2 separate regions of the Macaca mulatta genome follow, and region 1 is linked to region 2. The links are chromatin contacts, called in public Hi-C maps. All regions are on one chromosome and are shown on one strand. Each heading gives the region's core, a stretch centred on a gene start, on an enhancer-like site or on the middle of the called end of the contact. The rest is flanking DNA. Distances are from core to core; before and after follow the strand shown.

What was found. A called contact is a pair of places that touch in the nucleus more often than the background predicts.
Region 1: a contact with region 2 is called in a Hi-C map of fetal cortex germinal zone, with 6 times the contacts expected there. The contact joins two enhancer-like sites. A contact is called at or near these places in 5 of 14 Hi-C or Micro-C datasets (cortical neurons, fetal cortex germinal zone, fetal cortical plate and 2 more).

What each region holds. Positions count from the first base shown.
Region 1 is chr3:107,040,336-107,044,596 of T2T-MMU8v2.0, reverse strand. No RefSeq gene overlaps it. Among named protein-coding and RNA genes, the nearest start is that of SP4, 160 kb to the right of the region's middle. Within about 2 kb of position 1,571, at least 2 of the 40 cell types and tissues checked have an H3K27ac peak or open chromatin away from gene starts, as enhancers often do.
Region 2 is chr3:106,293,236-106,297,360 of T2T-MMU8v2.0, reverse strand. No RefSeq gene overlaps it. Among named protein-coding and RNA genes, the nearest start is that of CDCA7L, 59 kb to the left of the region's middle. Within about 2 kb of position 2,365, at least 5 of the 40 cell types and tissues checked have an H3K27ac peak or open chromatin away from gene starts, as enhancers often do.

The sequences.
Region 1 (4,261 bases), core at 322-2,821, 750 kb before region 2:
CACTTTTTGCCTGGTATTTAACAGACGAGACAGCTGAGGTGTACGTAAAGAGATTTCCCCAAGCTCTCAAAGTTGCTCATACAGTAGCGTAACACACAAAATGAAATGGCTGATCCTCAGACCCAGATCTTCTGATTTTAAGCCCAAGAGTTTTTCAGTGATCTGGGAGCTGCTTTCCTCATAGATTTTCCAAGTGTTACCAATTACTGCCAGTCCTAGTAGGTCCCTGTGTAATGCAAGGAGCTTCCGTATTAACAGCCTGCTTGTTTCCGCCACTGGGAATGTTTGAAGGCACTAAAACACACATCAAAACTGACATTTATAACTCCTAGTTTTATGGCCTGTACTTCAGAGAGTGATATGTATCAATCTAGCTACTGACATTTAGGGCTAAAAAAAAAAACCCTGAAGTAATGTGATTGGCCACATTCTGTCTTTTTTTTTTTTTTTTCCCGATATTACAGCCACTGGACTTGAAAATGTTCAAAAGACCCCAAATGTCACAGTCAAGAATTGTATCTAATTCTAACCAATTAGGTAAGATTGTTGGTCTAACTGGCTCTGAAGGAAAGAAAAAGGAGAGCCTCAGGACATAAGCCTACAAGGCATTCCAACTTGGTACAGGGATTGCAAAGCAGAAGTACTTCCTTTTCTAATCTTTTAGCATTTAAATTGTATTCCATCTTTAGAGAGAGAATTCATTTTTCTGTGCTTAATTTACTAGTTTCTAGAACTCAGTGACTATCTCTGAATAAGGCATAAGGAAGAAGTTTGCCACACAGAGTATCAACTGGGAAAAACTAACTTATCATTCGGTATCAGGCTCTCCCCAGATCTCAGTGACTTTACATTACAAAGGTTAACTGCTCGCTCACATAACATCCATCTCCATTTGGCAGGAAAGTATGCTTCATGAGGTTCTCACGCTGAGAACCTGGCTGACAGCAATATCTGGAATATTCTGGTCACTGTGGCTAAGGGGAAGTAAGCTCTGGAGGGGCTCACACCAGCAATACTTTGACCTGGAAGTGACACGTGCTATTACCTCCTACATCTCTCTTGTAAGAACAAGTAACATGCCCTTATCCTACCCCACCACAAGAGGGCCAGGCAGTGAGGTCCCAGAAAAGCAGAAAGCAGGAAATAATATGCCTCCCTCATGGCTGGTGGTATTGGAATAAAAATTGCATCTCAGAAAGAAAAAAACAAATCTCTTTTCAAGATATTCTGCTATTCTGATGCTTGCCTTTGCACATTCTCGTTCACATGAAAACCAAACATTATAAAATGTGTATGTTAAAGGGAATTTGGAAAATAGAAACACAAATTTTGAGCTATTAATGTTTTGTGAATGTCCATAGCGTAACAGTCAAACATCCATGCATTCATTCATTCATGGATCTATTCCCCATGCAAATGTTAACTGAGCAGTAGACAGATGATAAGGACATGCACAAAGCAGTCCCTTCACTCCTAGAACTGACAGTACCTGGGGGACATGATCTGCCATGCACCACTACCACAGTGTGACAGAGGAAGAAGGGGCCAAAAGCACATAGGAGGGGCGCGCAATCCAGTTAGAGTGTCAACAGAGACTGCCAGGAGGATAGTACCCCTAGGCTGAGACATGAGGGAGAGGAAACACATTTTGATACATTTCCTTTCAGTCTGTTTCCCTCTAAGCCTCGTTTGTTATTTTTACATAATTGTAAGAAAACTGTTTAGCCAAATTTGTATACTGCTCTGCAGAAAACTAGGTCTTTAGAGTGTCACTTTTTAACTCAGAGAAATTCATGTGACAACAATTTGTTACTTCCAATAAAACTTCAGCATATGAACAAAATTTGCAAATGTGGAATTTTATGATGCTGATACAGAAAACATATGTTAACTAAGAATGAGCTTGTATTTTTACTTCTCAGTATTTTATTGCCTTAGCCAGGCTGTCAACCAACTATATAAATTTCAAACATTAAGAGGTACAAATCAACTCACTAAAATATCTGTCAGAGCTTTCTGCATTAATCAACTGTGATGTATTATAATATACAGGGAAAAAATTGTGACAGAAATTCAAAAATAATTGAATAAGCATAATATTAAAAAGCGTGAATTTGAGTTATTATTTAAGCTTAAATGAAAGACTAGGAGTGAAAACTTCGTGTTGTACTTGCACATTGCAGTTTATTATAAATTTTCTACATGTTATAGAAAATTAAACTGTATACTACTTATAAAAGAGTTTTAATCTAATTGGACACATTCAAGTTATATTAAAATATATTTCAAAGCTATTTTGGTTGCTTTAAAGAACAACTTAAAATTCTATACTCAACATTGACTAATATTTTAAAATTCTTTAAAATTTTGGCCAAAAAGGGATCATTTCTTAATTTAATAAATATATCTCTGTTTAGCCAAGAGTCAATATCATGTTTGATGGTGAAACACCAAAGGCATTTCCATTAAAATTCAAAAAGATAAAAGATTGTCCCATCATAAATATTAAATAAAATTTTTCAGAATATTCTGGCTGGTTCTTAAAATAAGAAATAGAAATAAGAGGAATAAATATTGGAAGGAGGGGAATTGTCATTATTTTTTATTAACAAAATTATATACTTAGAAAGCCCACAAAAATCTCTCATAATCATTAAAAATTTCACTAAAAGTGATAGATAAATCTGCAAAATAAACCACTATTTTAAATAAATATAAAAATGTTAAAAATATAAAAGCTAAGATTAATTATGCTCATAATCTATAGCAATGTGTAAAAACACATCTGAAATAAATGCTAAAGAAAATGTGCAGAAATCATAAGAAATAGATTACAAATATTTATCTGAAGATTTAAAAATATTTGTCTACATAAAAGCCCAAATAATATGAAGATAATTCATCCTAAATTGATTGATGAGTTTAAAGTTAATCCAGTTGAAGTATTTTCCATCTCTAACTGGATTAATTGAATTATCTGACATTTTTCCCATTCTGGTGGCTAAGAAGTTAAGGAAGTTATATTTATTAATCTGCTACTCTGGTATTTTTCCTTAGATTTTAAACAAAACAATGTAAAGGTGTTTCTCTATCAATATCAAGACTTACGTCATAACCTACTCTCCCACCCCACTCTACAATTACCAGTAATTCCTATATTTAGCTGAGATCATCTGGAATTTTAGGTGGTTTGTTTGTTTGTTTGTTTGTTTGTTTTTTCTGAGACAGAGTCTCATTCTGTTACCCAAGCTGGAGTACAGTGGCACAGTCTTGGCAAATTGCAGCCTCAACCTCCTGGGCACAAGCTATCCTCCCTCCTCAGCCTCCCAAACAGCCGGGACTACAGGCACACACCACCATGCCTGGCTAATTTCTGTATTTTGTAGAGACGGAGTTTCACCATGTGTTTCCCAAGCTGATCTCAAACTCCTGGCCTCAAGTGATCTGCCCGCCTCAGCCTCCCAAAGTGCTGGGATGACAAGTATGAGCCACCACACCTGGCCTTAGTTCTATATTATTATTTTTTCAGAAAGTTTTAAAACCAATTTGCCATAACCACCTCAGTCACTTTGTTTAAACTGAAGCATATTTGTACTGGTGTCTTTATTTATTTATGTGACTATTCATAGACTTCCTCATAGCTCATGGTTCCTCCCCCCACTTCCCCACACACACTTCTGAAAGTATTATTCTATGTTTCCAACCGTGTTTCTGATGCCAATTGATACTCAGTTTCAGGGAAATGGGCAAGTTGAAAAGTATAGGGGTGTACTTGCCTGCTTGCTAATTTATATTGGAAAAGGCAGGGAGTTACTCTAGAAAGAAGAGGGAAAATAAATAAATTCAAACAGTTATGGGCATGGGCATAGGGTGAAAAAATTTTTGGAGATCTCAGAATAAAGAAGAGAGATGTCAGCACAGGTGGCAAATATGGGAGATATTAAGAGACAAAAACAGGCTAGAGGATTTGAAAAAGTTTTATAGTGCACACTAATATAATTCCCCTTTGACATTTTCTCCATAAATTTCATAAAATATTTTAGTTGCTTTTAGTTTTATCTATTTATTTGTTTGCTTGTTTGTTTGCTTTACCATTATATCTTTGAATGTGACTCCTTATTTAAATTGCACTATACGGTGCTTCAGCTTTGTATGGATTTTATTTATATATCATTCTATAATATACAAATCATACCATTCTATTAATTAAGAAATTCAGACCCAGACAGAAAAATCCAGTTCCTTTGGCACCTGAGTAGGT
Region 2 (4,125 bases), core at 1,116-3,615:
AGATGCACAGCTATCCAAAAGAGAGGATGCTGGAGCATTTAGCAAGTTCTAATTAGCTGGAAGGTAGACTGGGAGCCAAGAAGACTAGTGAAAGGAACACTGTATCCAGGAAACTCTGCTTTGGCTACATTCCTTTATGGGCAAAATAGTGGGCATGATCTGGCCCCTGGTTTGCTTTCTTCTGTCATCTCCTGTCATTTCTCCTCGTTCTACTCCTCCCCTTCCAACCTCAAAACCCTCAACAACACACAGTTGCATTCCAGCCATGCAACTAAACATGGCTAATCTCTAAACAAGCTGTGCTCTTTCTTCCCTCCCAGTTTTTGAACTTGCATTTGCCTCCTGTTCTTTCCCTGGTATGTCCTTCCCACACATAACGTTGACCTCTGGCTTCTCATTCTTTCTTCAGGGTTAATTCATGTTCAGATCCTCTATAGAGACCTCTCTGAGTACTCATCAAAATCATCAGGAGCTTTCTCATGGAGATCCTCATAAAGCCCTCTAAAGCCTTGATCCTCTCTCTTAAACCATTGCTCTCATTACTTGTTGTAGATCTTATTTCCTCAATAAACCATAAAGGCTGGAGGACAAGAATCATTTTTATTTGTATTTGTGTTTATTTCATCTTCAACAGTGCCTACTAAGTGTTAGGCACTTAATAGTTGAATGGATTGATGGATGGACGGTATTAAACCGGAACCACAGACTCAATGCACACTCTCAAATCAAGTCAGAAAGGAAATCCTTCAGTAATAATGCCACCAGTTATCCAAAAGTTAACCATAAAGGAATTTCAGATTCATAAATTAAAGGGTTAAGAAGGAGCCTGTAACTGCAGGAATCTTTGGCCCAGTGATTATATAAGGAGCCTGTAATCTTTGGCTCAGTGAGTTCCTCCAGCTTAGACTAGTTGTTCTATTTCATTGACCTAGGCTAAAAATGGAAAAAATTAGGGGGAACATTCCAATAAACAGCATTTACAGATTTCCTGGAAGTAACAAAGACATCTCAAATAAGCAAAAAAAAAAAAAAAAAAAAAAAAAAAAAAAAGTCAGACACTCAAGATAAAAAATGATGGCAGAACAGAACTATTCAGAGTTGATAAAGCTCGCTGGTGGGTTGGTAGATTTTTAAAAAATATTCTCTATACTTTATGTATATTTGAAATACATTAAATAAGAAAGTTTAAGGTTTGCTGATATCTAATGAAACTTGGATCTTAAAAAAATGTTTAAATGAAATGAAGACAAAAAGAGAGCAGAATATACAAGGCTTTGGAGAAGCTAAGGCTGTTCAATCCATTCCAAGCTTCTTCCCAAATGTTTCAGTGTAGTGATGGATCTGTGAGAAATCTTATCATTGAAAACTTAGAAATGACAGTTTTTTAAAATGTTGGCAGGCTCTGGATATAGGGAAAACAAACATGGATCACTCTACTCTGCAGTGGCCTTCCGAATTCTAGTCCTTCCCTTGAGGGTCAAGAGCTGAGAAGGATTTCCGGTGAAACTCCTGAAGTGGGAAAAAAAAGAAGAGACATTTGGCCGGTGCAGTGGCTCATGCCTGTAATCTCAGCACTTTGGGAGGCTGAGGCGGGAGGATTGCTTGAGGTCAGAAGTTCTAAACCAGTCTGGGCAACATAGAAAGATCCCATCTCTACAAAAAATGTTTTAAAAATTAGCCAGGGGGAAGCTGAGGTGGGCAGAAAACGAGGTCAAGAGATCAAGACCAGCCTGGCCAACATGGTGAAACCCCGTCTCTACTAAAAATACAAAAATTAGCTGGGTGTGGTGGTGTGCACCTGTCATCCCAGCTACTCGGGAGGCTGAGGCAGGAGAATTGCTTGAACCCGGGAGGCGGAGGTTGCAGTGAGCCGAGATCTTGCCACTGCACTCCAGCCTGGCGACAGAGTGAGACTCTGTCTCAAAAAAAAAAAAAAAAAGAAAGAAAAGAAAAGAAAAAATTAGCCAGGCATGGTGATGCGCACCTATAGTCCCAGCTACAACTCATTTTGAAATATATTACTTTCTGAGTGTTTGCATAGACCTGGCATTGTAGCAGGGCCTGGAGAGCCAATGGGGAACAAGACATAGTCCTGTGCTTCGGCTGGAAGCTGAGGTGGAAGGATCACTTTTCCCTGGGAAGTCAAGGCGATAGTGAGTGTGAAGGTACCACAGCACTCCAGCTCGGATAGCAGAATGAGACCCTGTCTCAAAAAAAAAATAAAAAATAATTTAAAAAGAAACATTTCTGTCCTTTCTTAAGGGAATGAAGAAGTCCTTTATGAAGCAAGACTGCATTTAAGACTGTGGAGGAGTGAAGTTGTCTACTACTGTTACATCCTTCTCATTTCTACATTGTGAAACAGTACTCCTCAGGCCACAGGAAAAATGGACAAGAAGTTTCTGTGAGGCAGGTTTCGTTATAAACACCTCCCTCCCCCATCCCTATTCTAGCAACTCTTATTAGCATACAGTGGACTTCCTGTCTCTTTAAATTCTGCCGTCTCTCCTGGGGGGTGCCTTTACAGCCTGCCTCTGGGGAACTGACTACTGCAAATGTGCATGGTTTTATCCACAATATACAGTATCATGTGAAGCTTGCTTTTATTGCCTTCAGCCTTTTCTTTCTCACAATTTATTTTTATACATTTGGAATTATTATCCCAAACATTAGCCAACTGGCCCGCTGGGGTTTCCTTTGCTGGGTTCCGGGTCTCTCTTTTTCTAATCCTCTCTTCATGGATAATCCACTCTAATGCTTCTTGGCCTTTGAAGGGGTTTTATTATTACTACCTGTTGATTAGAAATTCACTTTGTCTTGTGTAGGTGGTTCTAATCGTTCGGTAGTGAACACCTTATTTGAGTCAGCTGAGGTCAGAGTTATATTCATGAGATTTTCTTTCTTCTTTCCAGAGTTCTGGATGCTTACTTGTCTTTTCAATATGGTTTTTTTGTTTGTTTGTTTGTTTTGTTTTGTTTTTTTCTCACAAGCTACCATTCAGCCGGGGCTTTGAAAACAGTCTGTAAGGCCAAAGAAAGAAAAAAGAACAGTACGAAAGAAAAAGAAAGCTGTGTAGCCAGGCCAGAGAAAGAGAAAGACTTATTTTCTCCTGCAGCTGTTTAACCCCAGGTATTTAACACTTTTGTCTTTGCCAACTACAGAGCCTCAGGGGTCCTTGCTGAGGGCTCCACTGGAGAGCCAGAGTTTGTCCCTGGGACAGGATGAGGAGTCCAGGAGAAGCAGCAGCAGACAGGCTGTGCTGGGAGTCATTAGAGGCCACCAGGATGCAAAGGGTGGGGGGAACCCAGCTGTCTTGCTGACTTGGCCTTGAACCCTGATGTCTGGTCTCTCGGTAGTAAACCAGAAGTGGGGCGTGGGACGATGTGACAGGAGCACCAACGCCCCCACCAAGCTGTCACAGCAACAGGCTTTGTCCAGGATCTCTGGGAAGGATCCAAAATGAATTGCGCTTCCTAACACTCGTTTGAAGAATAGGTGCCAAAGTCTCTATTTAGTGCATTTCTGTATTGAAGGGAACATCTGCCCAAGGGAATCCACAATTTACCATAAGCATAATCACTGGCTATATTTCACGTGAAAATTTCAAAGAGATGATGATATGTTTCTGAACAGCACTCCCTGTCCCATGGAGGGATTGGAATAGGGATCCTTTAGTCTGTTTATGGCTGTACTTTGGAAGTTTTAGTGTGACTACTTCCTCAGGGAACTCTATTATTTCCATCTGTTTATTCTCAGAAACTGGTATACTGCCTGGCAGTTATTAGGTAATCAATAAAAAGAAGGAAGTAGGGGGAGAGGGAAATGGGGGAGAGGGAAGGGGAGAAGAAGAAGTGGGGAGGGAATAGCATGTGCTCATTATAGAGATTTGGAAAACATAGCAAGATACAAAAATGAAAATAAGAATTACTCAAAAATCCCACTAAGAAATAACCTTTATTATTGATCTGTTCTCTACTCTTTCAACCATCTAAACTCACATCGTTTCATTGTTTACAAAGTTCAAATCACACTGCACATTCAATTATGTATCTTGCCTTTTAAATTCACATTCTACCACTAGTATTTTCACACATTCAAACTTGAAAATCACATCTTTTTTTTTTA